4 separate regions of the Mus musculus genome follow, and all the other regions are linked to region 1. Evidence: chromatin contacts called from public HiChIP or PLAC-seq and promoter capture Hi-C data. All regions are on one chromosome and are shown on one strand. The core of a region is the stretch at or near the end of the contact, and the rest is flanking DNA. Distances in the headings are between cores, read along the strand shown.

Region 1 (4,072 bases), core at 7-2,506:
TCCTCCACTATCCGGAGGGTTGTCTGTATTTCTCCTCCCACATAGTTTCAACTATACCAATGGCTTGCTGAAGAGTCCTTACTCATCACCTTCTAAGCTTAATAAGGTCCCTCCTTCCTTCTACCAAGGTGCAACTAGGCAGTGGGTGTGTTAGTCAAAGGAGTTTAAAAGCATTGGTTGACCTGAAACTGGCTGGGCAATTTGTATTTCATTATTATCTTTTGGGTGAGGGGGATGAAGCCTCCTATCACATCTTCCCACTTTCAAGAAGATAAACCAGCAACCCTAAAACCATCTTTTTGCTGTAAGAGTCACTTTTCTCCTCTCGAGGGAACGGATACGTGGATGAAAACGTCCCGTTTAAAAGCTCAAAGAACCGAGTCCAGTCTCCATTCCTAACAGAAGTGACCCTTCCTGCCAGCAGAAGACCTGGCTCCCGACAGTTAAGACCTCATGTCTCAGGCATTATTTTCCAGCTTGGATACACCCAGCCTCCAATCCTTATGCTGACTAGTCCCCCGTCCCGTCCCCCCCTCCCCCCAGCTAGTCTCAAGAACTTGACTAGTTACTACAGCCTGCAATTCTAACCTAAGTTCTCAGACAATCTCAGGAGCCCGCCGGTCTCTTGCTCCCAAGGCGGGGTTCCCCGCTCGTTCACGTGTTTCCGAGAGCAGCCCGGCAGCCCCTCTGGACATCTTAAAGAACTCGACCGGACCTGATCACTGTGGCACCTCCCGGGCTGGGGTTGCACTCACCCGCTTCATCTGGACCTGAGTGCGTCCGAAGCACGTCCTGGAAGGCCGGTCAGGCAAAGTGCTGCAGACAGTAGCCAAAGCCCAAGTGCGGAGCCGCGGAACCAGCAGGGAGCCCAGGTAGCACGTGGAGAGGGAGGATCTTCGCAACTATCGCCGGTCCGCCGCCGCCCCTTCCGGGTCCGGGAGCCGGGACGGCACGCACCGGCGGGAGACAAGAGGCCTCACACGCCTCCGAAACCGGAAGAGGCCGAGCGCCGCCCACCCAGCAGGGTCTCCTTTAGCCACCACGCTGGTCTTCTCAGCTTTTCAGTCACCCACGGAGGCTCACTCTCCCGTGGGCTCTTAGTCGGACCTAGCACCCAGTGTCTAGGAAAGGGACTCTCTGAAGCGCCCACCTTCTCCGCGTGTCTGCAGGCGCGCCTCGGGTCAGCCCTACCGGAGCGCACTTTCCAGACAGGCAGCTCCACGGCCATCTAGCAGGGTGGCGTTGCCTAGCAACGACGGGGTCCTTTCTGGCTCGGTGGCGCTCGGGGCCTGCGGGGAGTGAACGGGCGCGGAGGGCGCTGGGAGAGGCCGGGGCAAGGTGGCGAGCGTTCAGTGTGCCGGTAACCCGACCTCCTCGCTCCTAGTAAGATGAGCGAGGCGGACCAGGCCCTGGTGGGGCCCAAGGCCGACGAGCCCTCGCCGCCCGCAGAGGAGAAGGACGAAGGGGGCGGGAAGGAGGCGGCTGCCGACGCGGCCCCCGGGCCCAGCGCCTCGTTTCGCCTCATGGTGACTCGGCGGGAGCCTGCCGTGAAGCTGCAATACGCGGTGAGCGGGTTAGAGCCGCTCTCCTGGTCTGAGGACCACCGCGTGTCTGTGTCCACGGCTCGCAGCGTCGCCGTGCTGGAGCTTATCTGCGATGTGCACAACCCAGGCCAGGATCTGGTGATCCACCGCACCTCGGTACCCGCACCTCTCAACAGCTGCCTCCTCAAGGTAAGTCGCCTCCACCGCTTCTCCCGCGGACGCGCCACGGATCCCAAGGGAAGCTGGCCTGCACCCGGCTCTAGGATTCCATGTGCATCCAACTCTTAATGAAGGGGCTAGCCTCGCCGCAGCTTTTAAAAAGTCGTGCAAGCGTCTTCACTGTTCCTAGACACCCCCGCCCCCCCAGCCAGGATCCGCTATCCATTCCTTCATTACTGGTGGATGGAACAGTTAGAGCCGTTAGCCCCGGGATTTCTGGAACTCTTGTGACTCCACCCCGCAGCTGACCCAACCCCTGACCTGTCTACCGTTGCTCCTATTGTCTGGGGCCAACTCCCCAGGCCCTGGGCTGGCTTTGTGTTTTCATTCTGTAATGCAAGCGCCCTCCTCTCGCGCCACTTTTGCTTTGAGAAGAAAAACTGATCTATTTCGTTACCTGTTTGACGGTTTCATTGTGAACGGTCCTTGTGTCTCCTTGGGTAGACAGCTCTTAAATCTGGAAGTGTGATGAAAAATAAAACCTCGGAGAGCATCAGGTGCTTAGACTTCCAAGTCCAAGGTCTCTGTAACTCTATAAATTTACTGCCTTCAACTTCATATAACCCAAGTTTGCTCCTGAACTGTAGAGTTTCTAATTTTTGTTGTATTAATGTAACCATTTTCAAACATGGTTTACTTTAGTGAGCGATGTTCCTTTTCATAGTCTATAAATGTAAAAACTTACTTTTATTTTATTTATACCTTCTGTATGTATATGCAGTAGGTAATCTGTCAAAGTGGGTGTGTGTCAAGTGAGTAGGTGCCCAATGGAGTCTGGGATAAATCAGAGTAGAGACAGCCCCTGCCCTCAAGGAGGTTATTTATCCTTTGGCAGGTCATGAACAAATAATGTAGTCTTAATATCATGGTGTGCTATAAAGCTATACACACGTATAACAGTATGCTTATTTGAAAGTAAAGTTTTTCCATACTCTTCTAGACAGCCATTCCAAATCCAGGTGATTAATCACGGGTACCATTTGAGTAGCCTGAGCTCTTTTTAGCACACTTGATTCAAATTTCAAACACACTGTTGATTTGGATAATATGTTTATTTATTTTTTTTTTATTTTATTTGGTTTTTGTTTTTTCGAGAAAGGGTTTCCCTGGCTGTCCTGGAACTCACTCTGTAGACCAGGCTGGCCTTGAACTCAGAAATCCACCTGCCTCTGCCTCCCAACTCAGAAATCCACCTGCCTCTGCCTCCCAAGTGCTGGGATTAAAGGCGTGTGCCACCACTGCCAGGCCTTTTCTCTTTTAAATAGCATCTTGAGCTTGATAATCTTGCCTGGGATTACAGACTCACAGATTTAATTAATTATTCAGCTTGACTGACTGAGTCATGTAAGATCCTAAGATCTGAGTGAAATGATTCAAATATAAACTGGTAGTGCTGTTGAAGTGATAAACATAGGAGGGAGGCAGAAGAAAGGTGCTGAAAAGCTGCACCCTCTGCTGAACTTACTGTTTCAATGGATATTCCAGTGCCCCTCAGCTAGGGAAAGTCTGGGCCTAGATGGTAAAAACTGACTGTTTAACAGAGAGTTTGGTGAAAGGAGTAGGAGGGGAGGCACTTAAATCAGAGGAGGTCACTGAGTCTGTAGCAGTCCCAAGAAATGATAGTGTTTGGTTTATCAGGAAGCTCAGAAAGGCTACTCAAGGTGGCAAGCGAGGCATCCTGCTCATGCACATGGATCTTTCATCATGAGTGGAGCTATGTGTGACTGTTTCTTGAGCATTGATGAATCGCCTGGAGCTGAAGATTTCTTCTAGAGTCAGAGAAAATGACACCAGTTTAGGAACTAGGAAGGTTAGTCCAGGAAGTTTCTTGAGTGCTGTTTCAGTTCATGAGGATAGTGTGATCTGGTATAGTTCAGGAGTGTGAGACTGCTTGGGCTAGAGGTAAGCAGATGATTGCTGGGCTGAGGCTAACAGAGGGCGTTAAGAGCCTAGGCTTTGGCACAAGATAGACCTAGCTATAACACAAAATAGTAAAGCCTTGTTTAGGCTTTATGAAAAATTAAGTTATACATACACAAAGCATCACCTACCATATAGCATTATCACTTAATGTCTGACACTGCCTTCATGCTCAATGTCCTCACGCTTGTCATCTTTCCTTCATGCTCTCCAGGCATGAAAGAAAAGCCTGGGGATTTGAAGGTGATACTAAGATTCTGATAAATTGACATTTTGCTACATTTGACATTTGCCACACTGTTTAAATAGTAGTAGAAAACCTTTATGTAGCCCTCTAATTGATAAAAGAGTTTACATGAGAGGCCTCCATTGTTGCAGTGGTATACGAA
Region 2 (4,213 bases), core at 1,122-3,621, 2.5 Mb after region 1:
GACCTTTGGACCTGCTCCAAGCTCTGCTGCTTCACCTGCTGTCTGTTCCAAAACACACCTGTGAGGACACAAGGTGGCTGTGGTAACACTTAGGAACCAGACACCCCCTGAGTCAGGGCTCCATTCCTCCGCTGGAGACATGCGGCCAGGCTGCTGTGAAACTGGGCAAAAAGCAGCTGGCAGGGCTAGCTGCTGCGCCCTCTCCCATCCTAACAGGACTCAAAGACTCGGAGGATAAAGGAGACCAGGCAAGAGAAACTTCTGTAGGCATGGCATTCATGCTTACACACGGGATGAGGGACATTTCTGAGCAGAACTTTAGTAAACCCTTTAAGGTCTCGTTTAGATATATTAAAGGATGAAACATTGTGTAGAACACTGCAGGCTTGTTTCAGCACTGGCACTCTCCAATGATTGGCACATGAGTGCCCGGCTCTAACAGTGCCTCCCCACAGGAAGTTATAGCCCTTCCAAAGCTCCTCCTGACCACCCAGCCTCAGAGCCACACCTGTCAGTCGGGGGTGCAGAACCACATCAGCCAACAGATCCACCACAGTGTCCAAGCCTTTGCTGTCAGCAGACACAGCATACATGGTGGTGTCTCTGAAAGGAAATAAGCCACAATAGCAGGTGCATGGTTTACACCAGATAACAACTCAGTCACTGAGGCCCTTCATGCCAGCAAAGACACTACCACTACCTCTTTCTTGGGTGTGAAGGCCTTCTGGGAGCCACAACTGCCCACAGTGAAGCTCTCCATGAGATACTTTGGAACCAGAGGAAACTGGTTCTCCTCTCTTCACAGAGGAAGTCTCTCACTCAGGGCTTCCTAGGCCTGGACAAATAACCAGCTGGTCTAAATGAAGACTGGTTTCACATGGACACATGCCCAGCTTCAGATAGCCAGCAGCAGCCTGCCTGTTTAGCTTAGCATTCTTCCCAGGTAAAGGCCTGGACAATTAAAGGTCAAAGGATGTCAGAGAAGAAACTAGTATGGAATGCTTTCTGTCCCCAACATCAGGCATGCTGTGGATTTTCAGAGAGACTCTAAGAGACTCTGACCAAGGATGAGGAGGACATGATGAGGAGGACAGATGGACATGAAATACCTTGAGGTCTGGCAGTCACAGATACCACCATGTTTTTCCAGCGTAAGCAGGATTTCGTCTTTGCTGTCAAATCGAGCAGTGGACTATAAAAATAATTAAGCTTAAGTAAATAACCCAAAATCCATTAAGTGTACATTTGCTTTCAAACACACAAAATCATGTCAGAAGTCTTTTGTGAGCACCAACTTCATATTCAGATCCTTAACTAATACAAGTTCTTAAAAAGGAAAACTGAAAACTTATAAAAATTACAAATTAGACACTGACCGAAAATGCCAATTTTTCCAAAAAATGAGCTATTCCACTAAGATATTTCGCTTCATATCGTGATCCTGAATTAATAAGAACTGGTAATAAAAAGAAAATGGACAGGTTAAGCCAAATATTCAAAACATTTAATCAACAGAAAGTTTTCAAAACAATGGCCAATAGAACTTACTTCCTACGGTACAGAATTGTCCAAACTTATTTTGAGATGCCACACGAAGCCCATTGTCCAGAGTGGTAACTTTGGTTTCAAACTTTTCCTGTCCATCAACTGTTGCAAAAATAGGCTTGGGTACTCCAGGCAAGGGAGAAGAGAGGGGGATGTTGGGGTAGGTGGCACCACTGCTGAACCGTCTGTGTGCAGGAGATCCAAACCTACAGCAGAGCAGCAAAATATTTAGTCTTATTTTATGTCACGGATGTATGTTCATCACAGGCATGCCCGTTGTCCATGGAGGTCAGAAGAGGGCTTTGGATCCCCTGGATAGTGGAGTTATAGATAGATGGTTGTGAGCCACCAAATGGGCGCTGGTAGCCAAACCCAGGGGAAGCAGTCAGTAGGCCTAACTACTGAGCCATCTCTTCGACCCCGGTCTTTGGGGCTTCACTGTCCACTCTGATCAGCAGGCTGCGTGAGAAACGAGTTCCTGTGCATATGGGCCTGGGCAAGCCCGGCCCCTCAGGGCTTCGCTTTGGTCTAAAGGCTCCAGCCGAGGGACTCTGCCGACCACTCCCAACCAGGTTCCAGTCCCCAGCTCCTTCTCCAGGCCCAAGGCGCCTGTGCTCTGATCCAGAGGCCCATTCTTCTCTTCCAGTTCCCCCCGGTACCAACTCCCCCGAGTCCTCCCTTCCTCGCACCGAGACAGGCCTCGGCTCACCTGGGCCGCGCGCACAGCACCGCAGATCCCCGAAGCAGCCGCGCAGCCGCCCACACTGCCGTCGCCATCGCGCCGCCGCGCTTCTGCGGTCACTTCCGCTTCCGACCCCGCCCCGCGGCGTTCGGCGCTGGCTTCCGGCCCGCCGAGCCGGATGAGGCAGGGGCCGGCGACTGCCTTGCGGGCCATGGGGCCGCGGCCGGGTTAGGGCGCGGCGATGTCGGGCTACGCGCGGCGGCAGGGCGCGCCCCCTCTATCGCGGACGCGGAGCCTTGTGGTTCCCGACGGTGAGCGGCGCGCGGCTGGGGCAGGGCCGGGGGGCGCGGGCGGCGGCGGCCCGCGGTGAAGCCGCTCTCGTTGTCGCTTACAGCTCCTGCGTTCTATGAGCGCCGGTCTTGTCTCCCCCAGCTAGACTGTGAGCGCCCCCATGGCGGGGACCTGCACCCCCATCTCTTCGGCTTTCGGCCGACGTTTATGTGCTATGTGCCCAGCCCGGTGCTGGCTTCGGTAGGAGACACAGGTGAGAGTCGGTCGGGGCGCCGGCCACAGTGCGGAGCTGGGCAGCGCGGGGAGCCCTCCCCACAGCCCGCCCGCCCGCCTCAAGGCAGGAAGGTAGTGCCTGGTGGAGCTCGGAGGCCACTTAAGCCCACCGGCTTGGGCAAGGCCAGGGGCTGGACCTAGCGGGTCTGCGTTCCACCTGCAGCTGCTCTTAGAGCGCGCAGGGATGTGTAGTTTACCGCATCCAGCCTCAGAAGACAGCTTTCTAGTCCCAGACTCAGTGGGAGTCAGGCGTCTGCGGTCTTCACCTCCCTGGACAAACGCTGCAGTCATAAGGCTTGCTGTGATCACGGTGAGCTGACCATGTCTTTTTGCAGGTTTTGGCTATGGAAAGGGGAAATGTACTAACCAAGGTCCTTCGGGAGCCCCTGAGACGCGCTTTGGAGGTAGAGTAGCTCAGTGGGTCTTCTTTCCCTCTTAGACTCAGTGCCTGGCAGGGGTCTGGCCATGGGCTTTCAGGATGACAGGGTTTAAGGGGTATATACCTGGAGCCCAAAAGAGCAGTGGAGCCGGGCAGTGGTGGCGCACGCCTTTAATCCCAGCACTTGGGAGGCAGAGGTAGGCGGATTTCTGAGTTCGAGGTCAGCCTGGTCTACAGAGTGAGTTCCAGGACAGCCAGGGCTACACAGAGAAACCCTGTCTTGAAAAACCAAGAAAAAGAAAAAAGCGACATAAGATGTAGGTGTTATGAGACCCACATAAGCAACTGAGTCTGATAGGTGTGGAGGTAGAGGCTGGTCAACTAGGGTAGTTGGAGAGAAGGTCAGAGGAAGGGATGGCATAGAGCAGTTCCTGAGATGCACTGTGGCATCTCAGCAGCTTTGAATCGCCTACAGTAGCCTTCAGCCCACTGTGTTGTGTGTTTGTGTGTGCGCACAGGGGGTAGTATGTGTAGGGGGGTGGAGTGAAGTCAGCCTCAGCAACCTACAGGCTTTACTGGGGAACTGGGCATATGACTCAGAGGTAGATCAGTTACCTGAATGTGGGTGGACCCCTGGACTTGACCTTTGTTTGGCACAGCATTTTTTGTTTCTTTTAAAGTGGCAAGGGTTGTCTCAAGGAGGCCAAAGGGTGAGAGCCTGCATATTCTCTAACCTCTTTGGCAGCTCTCATGTTCTGTAATGTTCTTTGAGTTACAGTTGAAACGTGATGGTAACACAGGATGTTGGGCCCTTTCACAGTCTTCTGTGGTGTTCGTTTTTTCAGGTGACAAACTTGAAGACCTTGAAGAAGCCAATCCATTCTCCTTCAAAGAGTTTTTGAAAACCAAGAACCTCAGCCTGTCAAAAGAAGACACGACCACCAGCCGAATTTACCCAAAGGTACATCTGGGAAGCTGTCAGTGGTTGCCTTAAAGGACATCTCTTGTACCTTACAGCTTTGGAGGCAGACACTTGAGTGTGG
Region 3 (4,307 bases), core at 1,335-3,834, 2.7 Mb after region 1:
ACAAGAGACCAGGGGATTTTATCAAGAACTATCACTGTCTCAGGTTGAAATTCAGTCACCAAGGACCAGGAAGGACTAAGCCTCCAGCAAACAGTGGCTAGAGTGTGCAGAGTTGACAAGTGACACCTGCTACATACAGCATGGTGCAAGAGCTGGCATCTGAGGTGAAGATGATGTGGAAGGACCACATGCCACATAGCAAGTAAACTTAAGAAAAATCTCTCACCTTGTCAGTGAAAGGGAGGCTGAGCTGGTGTCCTTGAAGTGCTTTATATGGATTCAAATGGCCTGTTTCCTCACTCAGCACAGAGGAGAGAAGCTCAAAGTGAAGAAAACAGCCTTCCTTCCTTCCTTCCTTCCTTCCTTCCTTTCTTTCTTTCTTTCTTTCTTTCTTTCTTTCTTTCTTTCTTTCTTTCTTTGTGTGTAGCCCAGGCTGGCCTCGAACTCAGAAATCCGCCTGCCTCTGCCTCCCAAGTGCTGGAATTAAAGGCGTGCGCCACCACTGCCTGGCAGGAAAGCATCATTTCAAGTGAGGGTTGCACCCACTCTCAGGCAGTGCGGACAGCACGAAGGCCACTGGGTCCTGATGCTACCCGGCTCTGACTGTTCTGTAAAGATGGCACCAAGGCAGCCACAGACACAAATGAGATGGCCTCAGTCCCATGGGCCCCGTGCCTGGGTTTGGACTATACCTTCCTCTCATTTCTGTAGGTCTTTAAGAGTCTGGGGCCAGGTGTGGTGGTCCCAGCACTCGGGAGGCAGAGGCAGGCAGATTTCTGAGTTCAAGGCCAGCCTGGTCTACAAAGTGAGTTCCAGGACAGCCAAGGCTACACAGAGAAACCCTGTCTTGAAAAACCAAAATAAATAAATAAAATAAAATAAAATAAAAATTTAAAAAAAGTCTGGGACATGCCGTGCACAGTCCCAGCAGGTGGCGCCAGGCCACTGTCCAGTGCTTGCCCACTGAGAAGCCCAGAGCAGATAGCAGGGTGGAAGCTGACAGACAGACTTCAGGTAGACTTTCTATGGCGGGACTGTCCTATAGCAAACAGAACAACTGAGATTGGATCCTATCCTTGGGGATGACCCTGCTGTGGTCTGGATCATTCTGGAATCAGTTCGTGGGTGGTGGTACCCAACACTTCCAAGAACTAGCAGAAAGCAAGAGAGTAGAGGTCACAAGAAGCATCCTTTAGTGAGACGTTCAGGGTGCTTTCAGTCTCCGTCCAGTGGTCCAACATTAGAGGCCAAGAGCTGTCAGCAGCAGCTACCTGCCCAACCTCAGAGGGAGAGAGCCTCAAAGTCAGAGGTGTAGAGGACTCTGAGGGCTCTTACAGGAGCAACAGGGCTGAACAAGTGGAAAGGGACAGAGGGACAGAAAAAGTAGAGAAACTGGACATCTCTAGTAGGGACAGAACCAAGGGGGGAGCTAAAGGAGGGGACGATCAAGAAAACAGAAGATCATCACTCCAGGGTGACAGAAACTCAGGCCAGGGGAGGAAATGCTTCTTATTGTTTCGAGACAGGGTCACATAGTCCAGGGGCTCCAGTTGACTTAGACTTATTGTAAGCATTACTTCTGTGTGCATGGTGTGTGTGTGTGTGTGTGTGTGTGTGTGTGTGTGTGTAAGTCAGAGGGCAACAGGAGGGCATCAATTTTCACCTTTGTTATGTGGGTACCAAGGATTGTTAATTTGGTGGCAAGTGCCTTTACCCACAAGCCATCTCACTGACCCAAGATGTGTTTGACATACTCTCACCAAGAAGACCTGGCTGGCATAGAACTTACAGAGATCCGCCTGCCTCTGGAGTGCTGTGATTAAAAGAGAGTATAATGACATATGGCACATTCACTTATTTTTACATCTATTCATTCATTTGTGGGCTGTACTGGCAGGATGTGCACATGCCACTGCCTGTAGCTGCTCTTGGTCTTGCGTGGGCTGGGGCCTCCAAGTGTTCCCTGTGAAGTGCAAAGGTGCCTTGCAGCCAGCCCTAGGTTCCCCTTTCCTGCAAAGGGTCTGTTTCTCTTCCCTGGGAGCCTGCATTTGACGCCTGGGTAAGCAGGAGGGTCAATGTAGGATAACCCTGTAAGGCTACTTTCCGGTCCGTCATGGGATGATGGCCTGACCCAACCTTCTCTCCACATCCTAGCAACAAACGCACACATCAACTTTTAACTGAAACCTACCACACCTGCTTGCAGGAACCTGGCAAGGTCATTTAGACCGGTGACACACCAGCTTAACTCTTTCTTTTGGCGCTTCCAGGATCCTTGTGCTCTACAGCGAGTACCCCTAAAGCACGAGATCGCTTCATCTGCAACCGTCACTGCTCTCTGGGTGCCAGCGGCGCGCGTTGGGACACAGGAAAAACTCCACCGCACCACCAGAAAGGAGACAAGCTCACACCACAGCGAGAAAGCCCCTCCCACACTCGCGCACGCGCACTGACACGGAGAGGACCAGCCTCCTCGCCCTTAGTTCTCCCATCTGCGCCTGCGCGGGAGAGCTAAACTCACGCTCCGGCTGAGGCCGCGGGCCAATGACGTCACGGTCGGCTCACGGCGCGCGCACGCTAGTGCGCGTCCTCGGATAATGAGGAATTCCTGGATGCTCCGCGCGGGCCCGCGGTGGGCGCTGCGAGGCTTCACCGTGTCGTCGCGGGCGGAGGGGGCGTGAAGACCGTGCTACGGTGGCCGCCGAGGGACAACACTACGGCTCCCACGCTGGGACAAACGCCTCGGGCCCGGCCCGGGAGCGCCCTCCCCTCCGGGCCAGAGCCAGCCGGGGGCAACTGAAGGGCCGCGCGAAGCGACCCCGTCCTCGGCGGCATGTGCCCGCCTTGGCGTCGCACCCCCGGGGCACAAGCTCAGCCGCAGGCCCGGTCCCCAGCACCGTCGGCCCGCCGCATGGTTCCGGACACCGGCACCGCCACGGAGAGGGCACCGGGTGAGCCGCCGAGGACGGGCGGGGACCGGCCACGGACCTAAGGGCCGTCTCCACGGCAACGGCGCCCCGACACCGGAAGTGGCGCCCGCAGAAAACGCGGGCTGAGGGCCGGGGTCGCGCGTAGCCTATGGCTAGTGAGGGTCGTATCTCCACGCGCCGAGTTAGCGGGCCTTGGAGAGCTGGATGTCCTGCTCTAGGGTCCCGTGCTCAGAGACGCGTGCCCCGCGCCGGGCCGCGCCATGGCATGCACCTCCACCCGAGTACACCTGCTGCAGACCGCATCCCCCTCCTGTGCGGTGTCCAGTGACACGCCTGAATGAGGCCATTGCCCTGTCTAGCTGGGTAAAACATAGCTAAGCCTCCCCGGCTCGGGACAGGTTTCCTCCCACTGCGCCTCGGCCGCAGCTGCGCTGGCGGCCATTTGCTCAGGACCTACGGCGGTGACAGAAGCCGTTGGAGTGGAAGTCGCAAAAGCCTGTTGGCGATGTTGCCCTGTCCTGTTACCAACTTTTGGTCTCTAGTGTCCCATAGTTTGAAATTTAGTGTTTTTTTTCCCCCATATGCAAATTAACATAGGCTGCTGCGAATGACAATTGCTTGGTGAAACAAGGAACCACACGCCATTTCTCCTCTCTGTGTCCCAGTTTGGAGAACTCTGACACTATGTCCAGCCTAGATAAGCCAGTAATGCTTTTGTTGTGTACAGGCAGCCCCAGGGAAGAGGTCTTGGTGCCTCAATTTACGGAGCAAGATCAGTGGGAGGTGAGATGGTAACCTGCCAAAATAATGCCAAAGTTCAGGCCCAGCAAGTAACCTTAGGGGCTTGCTATGTGGACACCCCCTTCATCCCAGTCCTCTTGTGACTCTGCATGGAGTGTCCTTGAAGGGGACTGTTATAAGTCACTATGGAAGTAATGGGGAGTACTGGGCAACCAGTAGCCGGGTGTGTGGGTCTTCAAGAAACTAAAGAGTGAGCTTAGCTAGAGCACTACTGTCCCCGTTTTATCCCTGGCAGTCCTAGGGACCCTCTCCCGGCCGGCGGCTGCTGAGGGGCATAGTTACTGTTGCTTTCCTCTCCCAGCACTGGGAGGTAGAATGTTAACCATTGGCCTGCACAGGCTGAGGACTCATGAAAAGAGTCAAAAGTGCATCCTTGGGTTGCAACTGAGTTACTGACAGGGACACCCTTGAGCTCTCACCTGGCATTCTGTATTTCTCCCTGCAGGCCAGCACCTCCCCCAAGGCTCAGCTGAGGGCTCCTAGACGCTGATGACACCTATGCTGGCCATCCGGACACTGCACCGCCACTGCAAAACAGCACTGCCGCCCAGGCCCAATGCCGGTCATGCCCATCCC
Region 4 (3,781 bases), core at 822-3,321, 2.3 Mb after region 1:
GATCCTGCAGGAGGGAGAGGCACCTGTAGCCCAGGCTCCGGAGGCCTAACCCCCCTGGTACTCCTGGGACTCTATGCTGCCCATCATACCTGCATACAGACCTGCTCCCTCCAGGACAACCAGGCCATGCTGGTCTGCATTCATGATGCGATGCAGATGCAGGTGGTTACAATGTTACAGGTCTATCAGCAACAGAACATCTGAGGCTGAGTGAGTATTTAGCAGGAAGAGTGACAGCTTTGGTTTTGGTGTGTGTGTGTGTGTGTGTGTGTGTGTGTTGTGTGTGTGTGTGGTGTTGTTGTTGCTGTTGTTTCTGTTGGTTGGCTGGTTGTTTTTACCCTCCAAGCCCTTTTCCTGGTAGACACAGGACTAGAAGGACCAATATCTCCTGTCTACTGTGTGAAACAGCTTCACACCCACTTGCCAAGAACTTGAGCCCTGCCCCCCACCCAGGCCATTTTTCTGGCTCAGCTGTCCCAGGGTTCCACAGCTAAGTTCTCCTGCCTGTGTGGTTGGCCTCTACTTATAAAAAGAGCCAACAAGTGTTTGTGTTCAGCTGGTCTGCTGTGCAGCCATACTCATTGCTAGACAAAGACAGTGGAAGAGATACAGACACCCATGGACAGACGGGATGGCAGGTAGGCAGATGTCGCCAGGTCAGCGCAGGTCTCCAGACTCCAGAAGGATAAGGCCTTCTTTGTATCCAAGTCAGGCTGCCTGCTGACAAAGCTGGAATATAGTCGACACATAAGCAGTTAGAGGCCTTCAGGACCCATCTCAGAAGAGGCACTTGCAGTCAGGCGTTCCTTCTATGGAACTGCTCTCTGGAGCTGCAGATCTCTTATATAAATATTTCTGTAGCATTGGGCGCTTTTTCTCTCGGGTACTGACCCCATGCTGCTAACCCCCAGGCTTGAGGCCAGTTTCTGAGAGGAGCAGGAGATGGGGGCTGGACAGCTGTTGGCACTGGCCCTTTAGTGCCTTTCAGGAACAGGTGTGTCAAGGGAGATGGGAGGGTCCTAGGACAATATAATCTGGGGCCCTTATTCCTTGTTGAACTCACCACCGTGTTTTAGGATGGGGAGGTGTTGTTCGTTCCAGATTCCATTGAACTTTAACTGCAAAGGGATAAGGAAGGCATCTTGGACGCCCAGTGCTAAGCAGCTTAGCACAGGATGTCCAAACATCAAGGTGGAGATAAAGCATGAGAGGCTGTGTTGACGCTAGCAGTCATTGTACTGGAACTCTGCACTTTCCCAGGCCACCTAAGTCGGACACAGCCAGGGACCAGTGAGAAGGGTGACCGTGGAACGTCTAGACTCGGGTTCCTGCTGGGAATCGAGAGCGCAATCTGTCCAGCAAGGCACTAGTCCTTGGGGAGTTCCCTTAGGGAGCCCCGAACTCCCTTCTACAGAGGCTGCGGGCGCGACGCCATCATCGTTTAAGGTCAAGCGTTCCGGAAGTCATGGCTAAGAGTGCCTGGCCTCAATCCTCCTGATGCCTATAGCCGAGACCAAACAGCTCCCAGGAGTGGAGCCCTAGGGACAGGACACGCGCAACGCTGCCAGGGCGCCACATTTAAACTCCTGCCCCAGGATTCCCCCCAAACTTGACTTCAGCTGCTCCTGCCCACGGTCCTAGACCTAACTCCAGGATGGAGCTGGTTCCCCGTGCAGCTTTCCTTTCCCACAAGACCCGTACCTCCTCTACTATTGAAATGCAAATTCTGGCCAAATGTCGCAGAGGGCGGCTACACACAAAGCCTGATCCTTCCGCAGCGCCAGCTCAAACTTTTGGTCTCTGTAAACTTTCGAACAAGAAGTAGTTCCTAGATGCCCATTCCATACACCCCTCCATTCCTCCTTGTCTTGCGAACCATAAGATCCTTAGATCCTGGCTCGGGACGCGCTCCCTAGCCCGGACAGGCGCAGAACCCACCAAAGCGCTGGGAGGGACAGGGTCCACAAGGGGGTAAGGGTTCGCAGGAACCAGGGGCGGAGCCCGCTGGGATGGGGCGGGGCAGGGGCGGGCCCCCATAGGGGCGGAGCGCCCGCCCGCTCAGAGCCTCACTAGTGCCTCTGCCGCGGGAGGGAGCGCAGGGGCGTGGGGCGCAGGGCGCGGGCGCTGGGCGCGGGTGCGAGCGCAGTGAAGGAACGAGCCCGGGTGCCTTGTAGGGCCCAGCGCCGCTGAGAGCCCAGCGCCGCCCACCCGCCAGGAAAGAGGGCATCAGAGGGTGGACGCCTGCGGGACCGCCGGTGGTGTGCGTCAACGTCCGATCCCCGCCGGCCACCCCAAGAGGCCGCCGCCCGGGCTGCGGGCAGCTGGCGAGCAGGCATGCCACGGCTCCTGACGCCCTTGCTCTGCCTAACGCTGCTGCCCGCGCTCGCCGCAAGAGGTAGGCTCCCGCGAGCCCGCAACTTCGGGCGCCTTTCAGAAACTTCTGTTGCGCCCTGCGCACGCTTTGGGTAGATAGGAGTAAGGGACCAGCTGCCAGAGTTGAGAGCCAGAGCGGGTGGACGGGACCGTGGGACCTGGTGTCCTGGCGTGTGAGGAGGACCCTTCTCTTTCCAGGGGTACCCACTTTTCTCATAGCGCCCAAAGACGCTGGAAGTGTGGTATGGGGCCCCGGAGGCCCAACCCTGGCTCGCACTTGGGTAGACGCTCCTGGGGCTCGCCGCGGGGGCGGACATGCTGCTTGCGCCTCTACTTTTCGATTTGAATCGAATCGGTTTTGGTTTCCTGTTGCTTCTTGGGACCATTTATTTTCATTCTTCTTTGCCTCCGGCCCGTGCTAGGGCGGATGTTGGGGTGCAGTGTGAGGTCAGGGGCGCTATACTCTCGTTGCTTACTTAGAGCGGGGCAGAGACGATGTGCCCTGGACTCCTAGTATGGGGTTTTGGGATCGCTGTCCCCTAGCCGGAATCAAACTTTCGAAGAGGGGCGATGTGCAGGCGGCTTGCTGCCTAGGGTGGGCGTGGGACTGACTCATTTCGGAAGTTTGAAAATCCTGTGCTGATTGGAACGGGAGCCGGAGAGGGGAGCCCTTATTTCCCTTCCGGCTTCACAGAACGGGGTACTCCTGTTGTAGTAACCAACTGCACTCTTCTCCCAGTAATCGAAGGAGAGAACTGCCTGCCCTTTCCTTAAAAGTGGGGTTTTATGTGACGCTCGAGCTCAGCCCTACATCGAGGCTTAATTTTTAGAGCTCTTTAAGATGGCGTGGGAGGGGCTTGATTAATAATAGCCCCTTCCCGAGAACGGGGTGGAATTCCTTCTAAGTGGGGTTTCTAAGACCCCCTCCCTGGGTGCGGCGGGGGCTGCCCCTGGAGATGCCTGCGAACAGGTATTGGGTGTCGGAGTAGGCGGGGCAGGTCTCCGGGTGCGGCCCCGCTGCCCCAGGAGGCGGCCCTGGCGCGACAATGGGCCGCTCTGATTCCCGGGCCGGCGCTTTGTTGGAGGGCGGGGTGGCGGGCTCCGCAGCTGTCGCTTTTTCCCACGATCCGGGGAGCTGAGTGTGGCCACCCCCTCCCTCCTGCGGTCCCCTCGTATCTTGTGTTTGAACTGAGGCAAGGGTGGAGGCTTGTCGGGGGGCTTTGCTGGGCACCTTAATCCCCTCCCACTTTGGCTGTGTGGTTAGAAGTTTGGGAGAATTTGCTAAGTCTTTCTGTTGCCGTCCACTTCGCCTCACTATGAGTGGGGCGGTACACCTGCCACCTAGCCAGCCTATCCTTTCCCCACTAGTTTTTGACTACAATACTGTGAGCAGAACATTGATTCGTAA

What was found. Promoter capture Hi-C pulls out the DNA fragments that hold promoters and counts their contacts. HiChIP or PLAC-seq counts read pairs in DNA pulled down with a chosen protein or histone mark. Capture Hi-C pulls out chosen DNA fragments and counts their contacts.
Region 2: a promoter capture Hi-C map of liver shows a contact between it and region 1, with 2.8 times the contacts expected there. The contact joins the promoter of Entr1 here to the promoter of Gtf3c4 in region 1. A contact is called at or near these places in 3 of 39 promoter capture datasets (erythroid cells and liver) and 2 of 9 other capture datasets (liver and pancreatic islet).
Region 3: a promoter capture Hi-C map of erythroid cells shows a contact between it and region 1, with 23 times the contacts expected there. The contact joins the promoter of Tmem250-ps here to the promoter of Gtf3c4 in region 1. A contact is called at or near these places in 1 of 39 promoter capture datasets (erythroid cells) and 1 of 9 other capture datasets (liver).
Region 4: a contact with region 1 is called in an H3K27ac HiChIP or PLAC-seq map of embryonic stem cells, with 7 times the contacts expected there. The contact joins the promoter of Notch1 here to the promoter of Gtf3c4 in region 1. A contact is called at or near these places in 1 of 39 promoter capture datasets (pre-B cells), 1 of 484 Hi-C or Micro-C datasets (CD4 T cells) and 1 of 115 datasets of contacts at active chromatin or transcription factors (embryonic stem cells).

The regions. Positions count from the first base shown.
Region 1 is chr2:28,837,544-28,841,615 of GRCm38.p6, reverse strand. Gtf3c4 (general transcription factor IIIC, polypeptide 4) reads left to right here and starts at 1,256. Exons shown (of 5, transcript NM_172977.3): 1 at 1,256-1,733. The coding sequence starts at 1,389. It overlaps Ddx31 (DEAD/H box helicase 31), which reads right to left and starts at 1,210. Exons shown (of 20, transcript NM_001033294.3): 1 at 756-1,210. The coding sequence starts at 764.
Region 2 is chr2:26,387,474-26,391,686 of GRCm38.p6, reverse strand. Entr1 (endosome associated trafficking regulator 1) reads left to right here and starts at 2,371. Exons shown (of 10, transcript NM_026563.3): 1 at 2,371-2,538; 2 at 2,622-2,771; 3 at 3,127-3,195; 4 at 4,016-4,131. The coding sequence starts at 2,469. It overlaps Pmpca (peptidase (mitochondrial processing) alpha), which reads right to left and starts at 2,339. Exons shown (of 13, transcript NM_173180.3): 1 at 2,255-2,339; 2 at 1,549-1,751; 3 at 1,377-1,456; 4 at 1,110-1,192; 5 at 509-603. The coding sequence starts at 2,322.
Region 3 is chr2:26,138,783-26,143,089 of GRCm38.p6, reverse strand. It overlaps Tmem250-ps (transmembrane protein 250, pseudogene), which reads left to right and starts at 2,584. Exons shown (of 2, transcript NM_001256521.1): 1 at 2,584-2,951; 2 at 4,177-4,307. The coding sequence starts at 4,288.
Region 4 is chr2:26,502,112-26,505,892 of GRCm38.p6, reverse strand. It overlaps Notch1 (notch 1), which reads left to right and starts at 2,071. Exons shown (of 34, transcript NM_008714.3): 1 at 2,071-2,395. The coding sequence starts at 2,335. It overlaps Gm35978 (predicted gene, 35978), which reads right to left and starts at 1,966. Exons shown (of 2, transcript NR_132655.1): 1 at 1,064-1,966; 2 at 546-729.